Regions from separate parts of the Mus musculus genome. Here region 2 is linked to region 1. A link is a contact called in public HiChIP or PLAC-seq data. All regions are on one chromosome and are shown on one strand. The core of a region is the stretch at or near the end of the contact, and the rest is flanking DNA. Distances in the headings are between cores, read along the strand shown. Region 1 has its middle 22 kb from the start of Fbxo47. Region 2 holds the start of Rpl19 (ribosomal protein L19).

What was found. HiChIP or PLAC-seq counts read pairs in DNA pulled down with a chosen protein or histone mark.
Region 2: an H3K27ac HiChIP or PLAC-seq map of embryonic stem cells shows a contact between it and region 1, with 13 read pairs. The contact joins the promoter of Rpl19 here to the enhancer-like site in region 1. A contact is called at or near these places in 4 of 39 promoter capture datasets (the 3T3-L1 cell line, embryonic stem cells, hippocampal neurons and 1 more), 2 of 15 datasets of contacts at CTCF or cohesin (the NIH/3T3 cell line and large pre-B cells), 11 of 484 Hi-C or Micro-C datasets (the C2C12 cell line, the N1E-115 cell line, bone marrow-derived macrophages and 5 more), 40 of 115 datasets of contacts at active chromatin or transcription factors (the 230-238 cell line, CD8 T cells, the HPC-7 cell line and 30 more) and 4 of 9 other capture datasets (adipose tissue, liver, macrophages and 1 more).

Annotation. Positions count from the first base shown.
Region 1 is chr11:97,903,601-97,909,205 of GRCm38.p6, forward strand. No RefSeq gene overlaps it. Among named protein-coding and RNA genes, the nearest start is that of Fbxo47, 22 kb to the left of the region's middle. Within about 2 kb of position 2,706, at least 16 of the 459 cell types and tissues checked have an H3K27ac peak or open chromatin away from gene starts, as enhancers often do. A contact at or near this core is called in CD8 T cells, Th17 cells, effector CD8 T cells and 1 more, where this site is marked.
Region 2 is chr11:98,023,437-98,029,041 of GRCm38.p6, forward strand. Rpl19 (ribosomal protein L19) reads left to right here and starts at 3,488. Exons shown (of 6, transcript NM_009078.2): 1 at 3,488-3,554; 2 at 4,387-4,493; 3 at 4,910-5,032. The coding sequence starts at 3,550.

The DNA.
Region 1 (5,605 bases), core at 1,456-3,955:
CAACCCGCGCATCCAGGACTTATTCTTTCCTAACTTGCCATATCCACTTCCCCATCTTGTTTCTGTTCCAGCCAGACCAGGAAATCATGCTGTCTGCCTGTCTATGTGTCTGCCTGCCTGCCTGCTTGCCTGCTTGTCTGCCTGCCTGCCTGCCTGCCTGTCTGCCTGCCTGCCCGTCTGCTTGCCTGCTTGTCTGTCTGTCTGTTTGCCTGCCTGCCTGTTTGTCTGTTTGCCTGCCTGCCTCCTGCCTGCCTGCCTGCTTTGAAACAGGATGTTACTCTGTAATCCGGGCTTGCCTTGAGCTCTGTGTAATCTTTTTTGCTTCAGCTCACAAGTGCTAAGATTACAGGACTATCCTAGCACTTGGGAGGCAGAGCCAAGTGGATTTCTGAGTTCGAGGTCAGCCTGGTCTACAGAGTGAGTTCCAGGACAGCCAGGGCTACACAGAGAAATCCTGTCTCGAAAAACAAAAACCACAACAACAACAACAAAAGATTACAGGACTGAACTACCACATCAGCTTACTTGCCTCTGAGGCTGGTCAATACCTTTTTCATGTGTGTGTGTGTATGTATATATGTATATAAATAATATACAAATGTGTGTGTACATACACATGTATGTATGTTTATATATGTGAGTATCTATGTGTCTTACTTTTCTAGTGCTATGATAAAATACCATGACCAGGGCCCCTTATAGAGGCAAGGATTTATTTAGGCTTACGGTTCCTGAGTCTACCATGGCAGAGGAAAAGGATGGCGGCTAGATCTGGAAAGCTAGGGCTCACACCTTGAACCCCAAGCAGGAGCAGAGTGAACTGGGAGTGGTACAAGGCTTTGAAGACTCCATGCTCATCCCCAGTGCCATACTTCCTACAGCAAGGCCATACCCCCTAGACCTACCCAAATTATACCATCAACTGAGACCCACGTATTCAAATACCTGAGACAATGGGGATTGCTCATTCAAACCATCACACTGTGTATACGAATCACACACACACACACACACACACACACACACACACACACACACACACACACACACACAGTGTATGCCCATATATATGAACATATATATTCATTCTCTGTTGCATTACAAATGCCAGTGTCTCCGCCCATCCCTTCTTGCCTGGGCTACCATACTGTACCATCTCTGGCTGGCTCCTTGGATTCCCACAGTTCTTATTTCGTTCATTCACCGTGCTGTTCCCAGGAGACCTCCCGCACTCTTGCCGTCGAGTGCAAATCTGATACTTTTCCCTTGCTTGATCAAGGGAAAACATTACAGTGCTTCAGGACAGTGTGCCATTTTCCTACACCCCCATCTTGGCACACTGCTATCCTGTACCCGGCCACACCTACCCCGTGTTCCGGAACAGTGAATTGGTCACAGTTCCCAGCGGCTCAGGCTTGTGCGTATTAGTTCTATTTGTCTGGGACGGTCACTCGCTTGTCAGCCAACTTTTCCCTTCTGGTTTTTCCAGACTCAGGTCAAACGTCACCTCCTCTTGAACTCGGCCTGGTGCATCCTCTCCTTTGCCCCAGCTGAACTTTTATTATTTGCACATCTTCTGAGCATTTTGTTGGTAGGGTAGAGCCTAGTCTACTGATGTTGGTTGTAAGGCTATGAGGGCAAGAGCCTGCTTCCTATTCTCTTTGGGTCTTTGGTACCTAATATATCTCTCTCTTTTTGAGACAGGTCTTATGTAGCCCAGGCTGGGCCCCTCAATATGTCGCCAAGGATATTTATCTTTGAATTTCTAATCTTCTTGCCTCTATCTCTTAAGTGCTGGGATCACAGCCTTGAGCCACCATGCTCAGTTTATGTAGAACTGGGGATTGAACCCATGGTTTCGTGCAGGCTAGGCAAGCACCTACCAACTGCACTGAGTCTTCAGCCTATGAACTTCTCTTCACTGATTCTTTGATCCCGAGCTTTGATAAGCTATGTGATCTTGGGTGACCCATTTAACTTTCTTGCATTTTAGTGAAAACAGTAAGTCCTTTGTGAAGATGAGGTGAAATAAAACAGACTGATGCTGTGTAGCTCACACTCCACTTCTCTAAGGACTTGCTATGTTCACTAAATGCATCACTCCTTTGATCTGCATGCTTTTTACTCTATTGTTGAGGTTCTGACAGGAAACCCATGCTCTGACACAAGCTAGGCATGTGCTAAGCTATCATTAGTCTGACTGTGCGCTCTCTTGCCTTGGGACCTTCTCTATCATCAAACGCCCTTTGCCTCCAGACTCCTCTTCTGCTTACAAACCCCTTCTTGTGTCTCCCATTCTGTACACAGGCTCCCCTCAGCCCCACCTCCATCTGGAGTGGGACTTTCTTCTCTGCATCCTGCCAGAGCCCTTCCCAGAGTGTTTCCCTTGGCTTCCATAGCCCTCACACCCACTTCTTTGTTAACCAACACAATCTGGATCCTGCCCTCCCACAGCCTCATCACTGTGTCCTCTGAGAACTCTCTTGCTACTGGGTGGTAGCCCAGGTTTGCTCACTGGATTTCTGGGGCATCCTGGGGTCATCTCCTGGCCTAAGCCACTCCTCCCTGTCTGCCTTGACTCTGCCCTTGCCGGAGTCTCCTTTTCTTTCCTCAACAGCTAGTTGCTCTTTTCTCCTCAGTGTTGATTCAAGGCTCCACCCAGAGCCTCTTGTCTTCTCTCTGCCCTCCTGGGTGGTCACACCCTCTCCTGAGACAACTGCTAGCACAGCTTTGCGTGTGGCTCCTGCTCTGGTTTTTACTAGCAGCTTGACACATCTTGACTCTTTTCAAAATGAATCATTTTTTTAAATGTATCTTTTTAAAAAAAAGACATGGGCCCTCGGGAGGCAGAAGCAGGTTGATTTCTGAGTTCAAGGCCAGCCTGGTCTACAAAGTGAGTTCCAGGACAGCCAGGGCTATACAGAGAAACCCTGTTTCGAAAAAACCAAAAAAAAAAAACCAAAAAAAAAAAAAAAAAAAAAAAGACATGGGTGCTGGGAACAAAACTTGGTTCCTCTGCAAAAGTAACGCATAACACAGGCTCTTAAGCACTGAGCCTTCTCTCTAGCACCTCCGGGAGTCTTTCCTATTGGAGAATTATCTAGATCAGGGTGGCCTATTTAGTCCTGTCTGTGGAAAATGCCTTGATTGTTAATTGTGGTAGAAAGACCCTGCCCACTATGGGAGGCATCATTCTCTATGCAGGGAGAGTCCTGAACTGCATAAGACAGAATAAAGAGAGATGGCAGCCAGCTTCTTCTCTCTTTGCATTGACTGTGGATTTGATACGTTAGGTTCCTGCCTTGAGTTCCCTGAAATAATGGAATATAGCCTGCAATTATCAGTAGAATAAACTGCTTCTTTCCTAAACTGTTGTCAGAATCTTTTATCACTACAACAGAAATGAAAGTAGGACCTTCCCAGGCCACAAGGTTAGTGGGGCTGGCGTTCTATGTGTCCAGCTGCTGGGCAGATATTTTTAGCGGTCTTGTCCCAACCCAGAAGCACCGTCGCACTGCCCTTTCCCACGCATTCTCTTCCGCCCCTGCTCCTGTTACTTCTGTTAATGTCCCCATCATTCTTTTGCCATCGGATGCTCCTGCTGCGTATCCAGTCTCTTGCCAAGCAGGTGCTCTCATTAAAGCAACCCTGTCTGCCCAGTTTGACTTCCCACTGTCCCGCTGAGGGGCTTCAGTATCTCTCAAAAGCATCTCTGTAGACCTTCACCAAAAAATATGTATTGAGCACTTGAAAATAAGAAACCAGTACCCTATGTGGCTATTCTAGGATGCTGAGAGCCAGGAAGGGGCTTATATAAAGGCTCACTATCCAAGGGGGCCAGAAAGAGGGAAGTACGTAGAGTAGGGTATACTCAGGACCCTGTGCCTGCCCTCCCTGGCCGCCACCGATCCTCTACTGCAACCTATGATGTCTGCTGTGCCCGGAAAGCATTCCTTAGATCTGTGACAATTCCACCAGTCCCCTTCCTTAGTGGGAGGCCTCAGCATGCCTGATCAGGTCTTTACAAAGTGCCCAGCAGCTTCTCTAAAGTCAATACCCATTTCTTCCCTTACCCTCCACCACAGCCCATCCTCCCTCCACCACAGGCCACCCTCCCTCCACCACAGCCCACCCTCTACCACAGCTTATCTACTCTCCACCACAGCCCACCCTCCACTACAGCCCACCCTCCATCACCTTCCTCCACCATAGCCTAAGATCCCTTTACCATAGCTCACCCCCACCACCACAGCCCACCCTCCACCACAGCCCACCCTCCACCACAGCCCACCCTCCAGAGCTCTAAAGAACCCTTGCTTCTGTCCCTGCACCTTCTTTGAGCTCCCACAGCTGTTCTGACAAGTTGTCCGTCTGTCCCTAGAAGATGTGACCCTTCTGTCCAACAGAATGGCCAGGAGGAGCAAACCCTCTTCTGCTGGAGACTCAGAGGGCAGCAAGCCCAGCTGTGTCTTCACCAGCAACAAGAGCCCTGCCGAATGGAGCAGACAGATGGCTTGTCAAAGAATATAGATAAGAACAACGCCAGCCATCTTGGTAAAGGCTGTCACCAGGAGCTGGAGGGCAGCCAACTGTGTGGCACCAAGATCTGTGCATGCCTATGGAGGGAACCCAGAGTCCTGGGAAATATCCTGTGTCCCCTGGTGGCCTGTCCAGTGTCATCTTGGTTTCTGCTTCCCACACCACACTGATGCTCGTTCTCCCCGGACTCAATTTCCACATCTGCCAAGCCAGTTGTTACCTCCTGCCTTGTAGACCTACCTCTTCCTCCTCTTCCTCCTTCCCTATTCCCATCCTCCCTCCCCCACCTCTCTCATCTACAAACCCTGAAGCATGGAAATGGGAGATGATGACTATTGGTGGACTTGAATTTGGGATGCTTTCTTTCTACTGTGGTGAGGTAGAGCAGGACAGAGCAGGAGTCATATCCCCGGTTTGAAAGAGTCACACTGTCCAGGATGACTCTCGAAGTGGTTTAGATGCACGCACGTACACATCCATACTCACACTTTTTTTTTTTTTTTAGAAACACTGATTGAGGGTTTCAGCCCCAAAGTGGTTTATTGCTTTCTGTGGCATTTCAAATGTAGGATGAAATTTCTAGTCAAATGGAAACTCAAACCACAAAAATTGAATCAACATTTAAAAACCTACATGCTATGTTGTGGGCACATGTGGAAATGCCTAGGTTAGCATCTGACACATAGTAGGTGCTTTCAGTCATTGTCAGTGTCTGACTCATAGTAGGTTTGTTGGAGAATATGGAACTGCCTAGCTCAACATCTGACACATAGTAGATGTGTTCAATGTCAGTGTTACTCCACGCACACCTAAGATAGAGTCCACCAACAGTGTGAGAGATCCCTCTGAGACAGAAAGAGTCACGTAGAAGCCATCCCCTCGCCTTCCTCTGTGGGTGGGTCGGAATTGCGTGGGGGATAATGTGGGGAGTACAGCTGTTCCACCCGGCTAGGTAGATAGGACCATGGGATGTGGGGCTGCTAGACAGCCATTCCTGAACTCAGCAGTCACTGACTGTGCCACCACATTCTGCTAACATGTGTCCTGGGGGTGGTGTCCTCTGGGA
Region 2 (5,605 bases), core at 2,238-4,737, 120 kb after region 1:
GGCTCCGGCTCAGCTGGTTATTGGATCCTAAAAGGGTCGACCTCCACCAAGCAGTGGTGGAGCACACATTTAATCCCAACACTATGGAGACAGAGGCAGGTCAGCCTCATTTACATAGTGACCCTCAGGACAACCTGGGCTACATAGAGAAGCCCCGTCTCAAATAAACAAACAAGCATTCTTTGTTTCCTACAGTGTTGCTAATACTATGGTATCTTTGCCCACTGAAATTCTTGGCAAGATGAGAGAACAGTAAGAGGCCCAGAAGCTGGGTCTGATGGTGTACAGCCATGTTGGGGGCTTGAGGCCAGCCTAGATCACATCATGAGTTTGAGGCCAGCCTTAGCTACATAGAGAGACCCTGTCACAAAACATGAATGAACAAGGAGGCTGGAGAAATGGCTCAGTGGTTAAGAGCACTAGCTATTTGCTCTTCCAGAGGTCCTGAGTTCAATTCCCAGCAACCACATGTTGGCTCACAACCGTTTGTAATGGCTTCTGATACCCTCTTCTGATGTGTCTGAAGACATCTACAGTAACTCATATAAATAAAATAAACCTTAAAAAAAAACATGAATGAACAAACAAAAAAAGTCCCACAACAAAAAAATGATGGCTGGGCTTCTGGGGGTGCTTAATGAGCAGCATGGGAGCCATCTGTGGCAAGAGGACCAGTTCTTCCTCCTCCATCCAGCTCAGAGAGCAGAGAGATAAGAAGATGAAGCCGGAGCCAGTCATGGTGGCGCACGCCTTTAATCCCAGCACTCGGGAGGCAGAGGCAGGCAGATTTCTGAGTTCCAGGCTAGCCTGGTCTACAAAGTGAGTTCCAGGACAGCCAGGACTATACAGAGAAACCCTGTCTCGAAAAACAAACAAACAAAAAAGATGAAGTCAGGCAGTGGTGGTGCACGCCTTTAATCCCAGCACTTGGGAGGCAGAGTGAGGACAGCCTGGTCTTCTACAAAGTGAGTTCCAGAACCAGGGCAGTCAGGGCTACACAGAGAAACCTTGTCTCGAAAAACAAGAAGAGGAAGAAGAAGAGGAAGAAGAAGAAGAAGAAGAAGAAGAAGAAGAAGAAGAAGAAGAAGAAGAAGAAGCAGCTTTGCCAACGTCCAGTGCCCTAAAATAAAGACTATTTTCTGCGTTTTGCTTGCCTAGAGCCTGTGTGCTGTTTGGATTCCTCACTGTGGATTCTGAGAAGTGATGTTCATTCTCTGATCACATCATCTGATAAGGACCCTGAGTAGTGAGGAAACCATGAACATTGCCAACACTGGCAGGGTTCCTGTCTGCACACTGAGGACAACAGAGCCTGGCAAGAGGCAGCAGCATGGGCCTCTCTAGCTAGGAATGACAGGAGGGCCTTTAACCTCAACATTCTAGAGGCAGGGGCAGCAGGCCTCTGTGAGTACAAGGTCAGCCTGTTTTACAGAGGACGTGCAGACTGGGTAAGGTCTACAGATCCTCCCACAAAAAGGAGGAGGAAGAAGAAGAGAAGGGAGAAGAAAGAAACCCAGTCTGTTTCATAAGTTGTAAAACAATGTAGATTTTTGTTTGTTTGTTTTATTTGATGATTGGAGACAGGGTTTCATTATGTAGCTCATCTGGCCCAGGCTGACCATGAACTTCCAGAGATCTGCCTCCTAAATGCTGGGCTTGGAGGCGTGCAGCACCACCAAGATGAGGATTTTTTATTTATTTATTTTTTGCTTGCTTGTTTGTTTTGTTGTTGTTTTGGGTTTTTGAGACGGGGTTTCTCTGTGTCGTCCTGGCTGTCCTGGAATTCACTCTGTAGACCAGGCTGGCCTTGAACTCAGAAATCCACCTGCCTCTGCCTCCCAAGTGCTGGGATTAAAGGCGTGCACCACCACCACTGCCTGGCCAAAATGAAGATTTTTTTAAAAGTTGACTATTTCTGAGATAGTGCATAAGTATGTTTCTTACCCTGGCTCTTTCCTTTTAACTCTCAGCTCATTTTACTGCTTAGAAAATTCAAAGAAGATAGCAACCAAGCACAGAGACGCAGACCTGTAAGTGCAATTCAAGCACTGGAGAGAAGGTAGAGGCAGGAAGATAGAGTTGAGGCCATCCTAGGCTACATAACAGGACCTTGTCTCAAAAACAAGCAGAGAAAAAGAAAGACTCTTGATTCAAGTAAGCAAGAGGACCAGAACCCTGATCTAGACCAGGCTGTTCTCAAACTCACAGAGATCCACCTGCCTTTGCCTCCTGAGTGCTGGTACATACTACAATACCCAGCTTGGGTCTAGGACTTTTAAAAAACAGGGTTATTTTTATTTATGTGCATATCCATGCATGCCATCATATCTGCTCTACCTCACTGTGCCAGCGCATGAGACTGGCACAGGGCACCAGGTAGCAAGGAGTTACTGACAGTTCTGAATGTTTACAGGCAGATATGGATGTTGGGAATCCAACTGCAATCCATTGCAAACGCACAAGCCTGTGCCATCTCTAGTCCCACTCCCTGGTTTTTGGGTTTGTTTTTTAATCGGGGCTCCCAATATCCGGGCTGGCCTTGAACTCCATATGTCGCTAAGGGTGGCCTTGAAATTCTGATCCTTCTGCCTCCCAAGTACTGGGGTCTTATTCTGTAGCCCAGATTGCCTGGACCACCTTAAATTTGGGTCCATATCATTTCCTGACAGGATTAAGGGAGTAAGCCAGCTGCTCCGCTCCGGAGCTCCAGATATTTGAACTTTTGGCCCCCAGAACATTCTCTTTGGGTTTTCAGTCAGAGGTCTCCAAAGCCATTCGTCCTTTTTTGTTCTGACAACCCTTCGTTTAGTCAATGTAGGGTCTCCTCACACGGACTTGCTACAGTGCAGATTGAGCCAAACGAGATTGGTTCCGCTTGCTTGTGCTAACGCCTTTTTTGTAATAGTAGATGCATATGATTTTCACAAGTGGATGACAGAAATACGAGGCTTAGGTTCAGACTACAATGGAGATTGAAATGGAAGCATCCAGAGATAGGGATCTGCGGGGGCACTGAGAAAAATCTCTTGGTTTTTGCCTGCGCGCGAGCTACTACTCTCTGGGAGCGAAAGCGGGGTAGTGTCCGCTGGCTCTCCGCCGTCCTTATTCTCTAACACTCCCTTCGCTCCTTTTCTCCCAGCTAATCTAGAAACCTTTCACAGACCGCTAGCCCTCCGCGAAGACCAGGCCGTCCAGGCCAAACCCTCCTCACGCCGCCTGCGCGACTTAGCGTGACTTCCGGCTACCCAGAGGACCACGTGACCAAACGCCCTCACTGCGCATGTGCGCCGCGGAGTCGGACTGAACCATTTTGCCCGACGAAAGGGGTAGGTCTTTTGTGTTTTACAGTTTAAAACTGATTCTCGATCTCCAGTATCTAGGATCACGATTTTTTAGGAAGAAAACAAATTAGTGTGAGATGAAATAAGGTGAAATAGCGTAGCGTAAATACAGACAATCATGGAGTGGGGCTTGGGCTCTCCCCTTCGCAGATAATGGGCGGAGCCTGCGGCCCACAAGCTCTTTCCTTTCGCTGCTGCGGCCGCAGCCATGAGGTGAGCGGGCCCGGCTCTCGGTTCTTGGCCGATGAGGTCGACGGGGCCGACGGGGCCGGCAAGGCTTGGCAGGGATCGGGGCCGGGACCCCGGATGGCAGAGGGGAGAGGGGAGGCGAGCGTGGTGCGGCCGCACCCGGAGCGCGGAGAGCGCGCACGGCCTGGGCCTAGGGAGGGTGGAACGCGGGACGCCGAGGCCCGAAGATCTCCCGCGGGCGCCGCTCTCTGCCTGTCACGCGTTGTGAGGCAGGGCGCGGGGAGAGCAGCGGCGACAGGGCCCTGAGTGGCTCCTCGGCTCGCCGGAGCCCAACAGACCCCTACCATGTAACGTGGGACAAGTCTCGGGCAAGGCCAGGCCTCCGAGTGCGGAGGATGAGGTGCCGGGTCGGCTTCCGCCCGAACGGCTGGACGAGGTTTATTAACGTGAAAAAGAGCCCAGAAAGCAAAGAGCCTCGCCTGTTCTGGGTAAACAGGCTGCGTCACAGTCGAGTCTGATCAATTCGTGTCTGATCCTTAACATTAAAGTCTTCACCGAGCCAAGTACCCGGAAGAGCTTAAGCACCCCTTCCCCCCACCCCAGATCTCAAATGGCTGGCCACTTTGGCCACGTTCATTGCCCAGGTCTTTCTTGGTTTGGATTTAAGGCCTTGCTTTGGAAATAGTTATTAGAGGACAGGAAGGGGTGGCAAAAATTTTAGGTCTAGGGGGTGTGTTTGCCCTTAATAGAAATGTATGCATACTGGTGTATATTTTAGAGGGAAGATTTTGCTTGGAGTGTTTGTTGTTGTTCAGATGTCGCTTCCAGGGCTTACTAGTGCTTTCTGTGTACCCAGTATGCTCAGGCTACAGAAGAGGCTTGCCTCTAGTGTCCTCCGCTGCGGGAAAAAGAAGGTCTGGTTGGATCCCAATGAGACCAATGAAATCGCCAATGCCAACTCCCGTGAGTATGATCTGTCACCCTCACTCACTATCTACCTATAAGGAGATAAGTATGTATGTCTTATACATATATCATTGTATATAGAAATAGTTTATAGGGTGCAACCATCTCGTGTTACATTAATAATTTATGAGTAAAGTGAGTATTTTATGTCCCGTGGAAGTTTTTGATATTTAAAGACTGGAGGATGTTGGATGAGGTTTCAAGACAGAAGCAAGCCTTGTTAGTATCAGACCAAGTACTTTGTTAAACTGCATTTCAGATACACCAATATGCTATGAAATATTTACGAGGTAAATGTTCTTTTTAAAATAAGTATTCCAGGATTTCATCTCCTTTTCAGGATGTTGGGTCAAGGGTAAGAGCTTGACTTTTGTGGCTGGCACTTTACTAACGGGTGTGTTGTGCCTTCCCAGGTCAGCAGATCAGGAAGCTGATCAAGGATGGGCTGATCATCCGCAAGCCTGTGACTGTCCATTCCCGGGCTCGTTGCCGGAAAAACACCCTGGCCCGACGGAAGGGCAGGCATATGGGCATAGGTGAGAATGGTCTAGCCTTTCACTCTGCCTCTTAGATGGGTACACTGGGTAGAGCACTTGTCAGCAAGCTTAAGACCGGTCCGGCTCTACATTCACACTGGTGATATTTTTTCTCCCATCTTGTGCAGTTGCTGGGTGGTAACTATCTTCTTTTGCATGGATACAAGTTGGCACTAGTGCTGAGTTTGTTGGTGGGAAAAGATGTCAGCATTAAGTCCCTACATTCTGCTTATGCTGGGGATTCTACTGGGTGTTTTTTGTTTTTTGTTTTTTTTCAAGACAGGGTTTCTCTGTAGCCCTGGCTGTGCTGGAACTCACTCTGTAGACCAGGCTGGCCTTGAACTCAGAAATCTGCCTGCCTCTGCCTCCCGAGTGCTGGGATTAAAGGCGTGCACCACCACTGCCCAGCTTACTGGATGTTTTTAAATGGGATTGAAAGGGGTGGCTAGGAAGTTGGGGTACGCTTACTGATGATCATGCAGGGGATGTGAAGTTTGGTCCCAGCTCTCGTGGCCCACCTGTTTGGGGAAATGACTTGTAGGGCCATTGTTGTTTACAGGATAGGGGGTCATA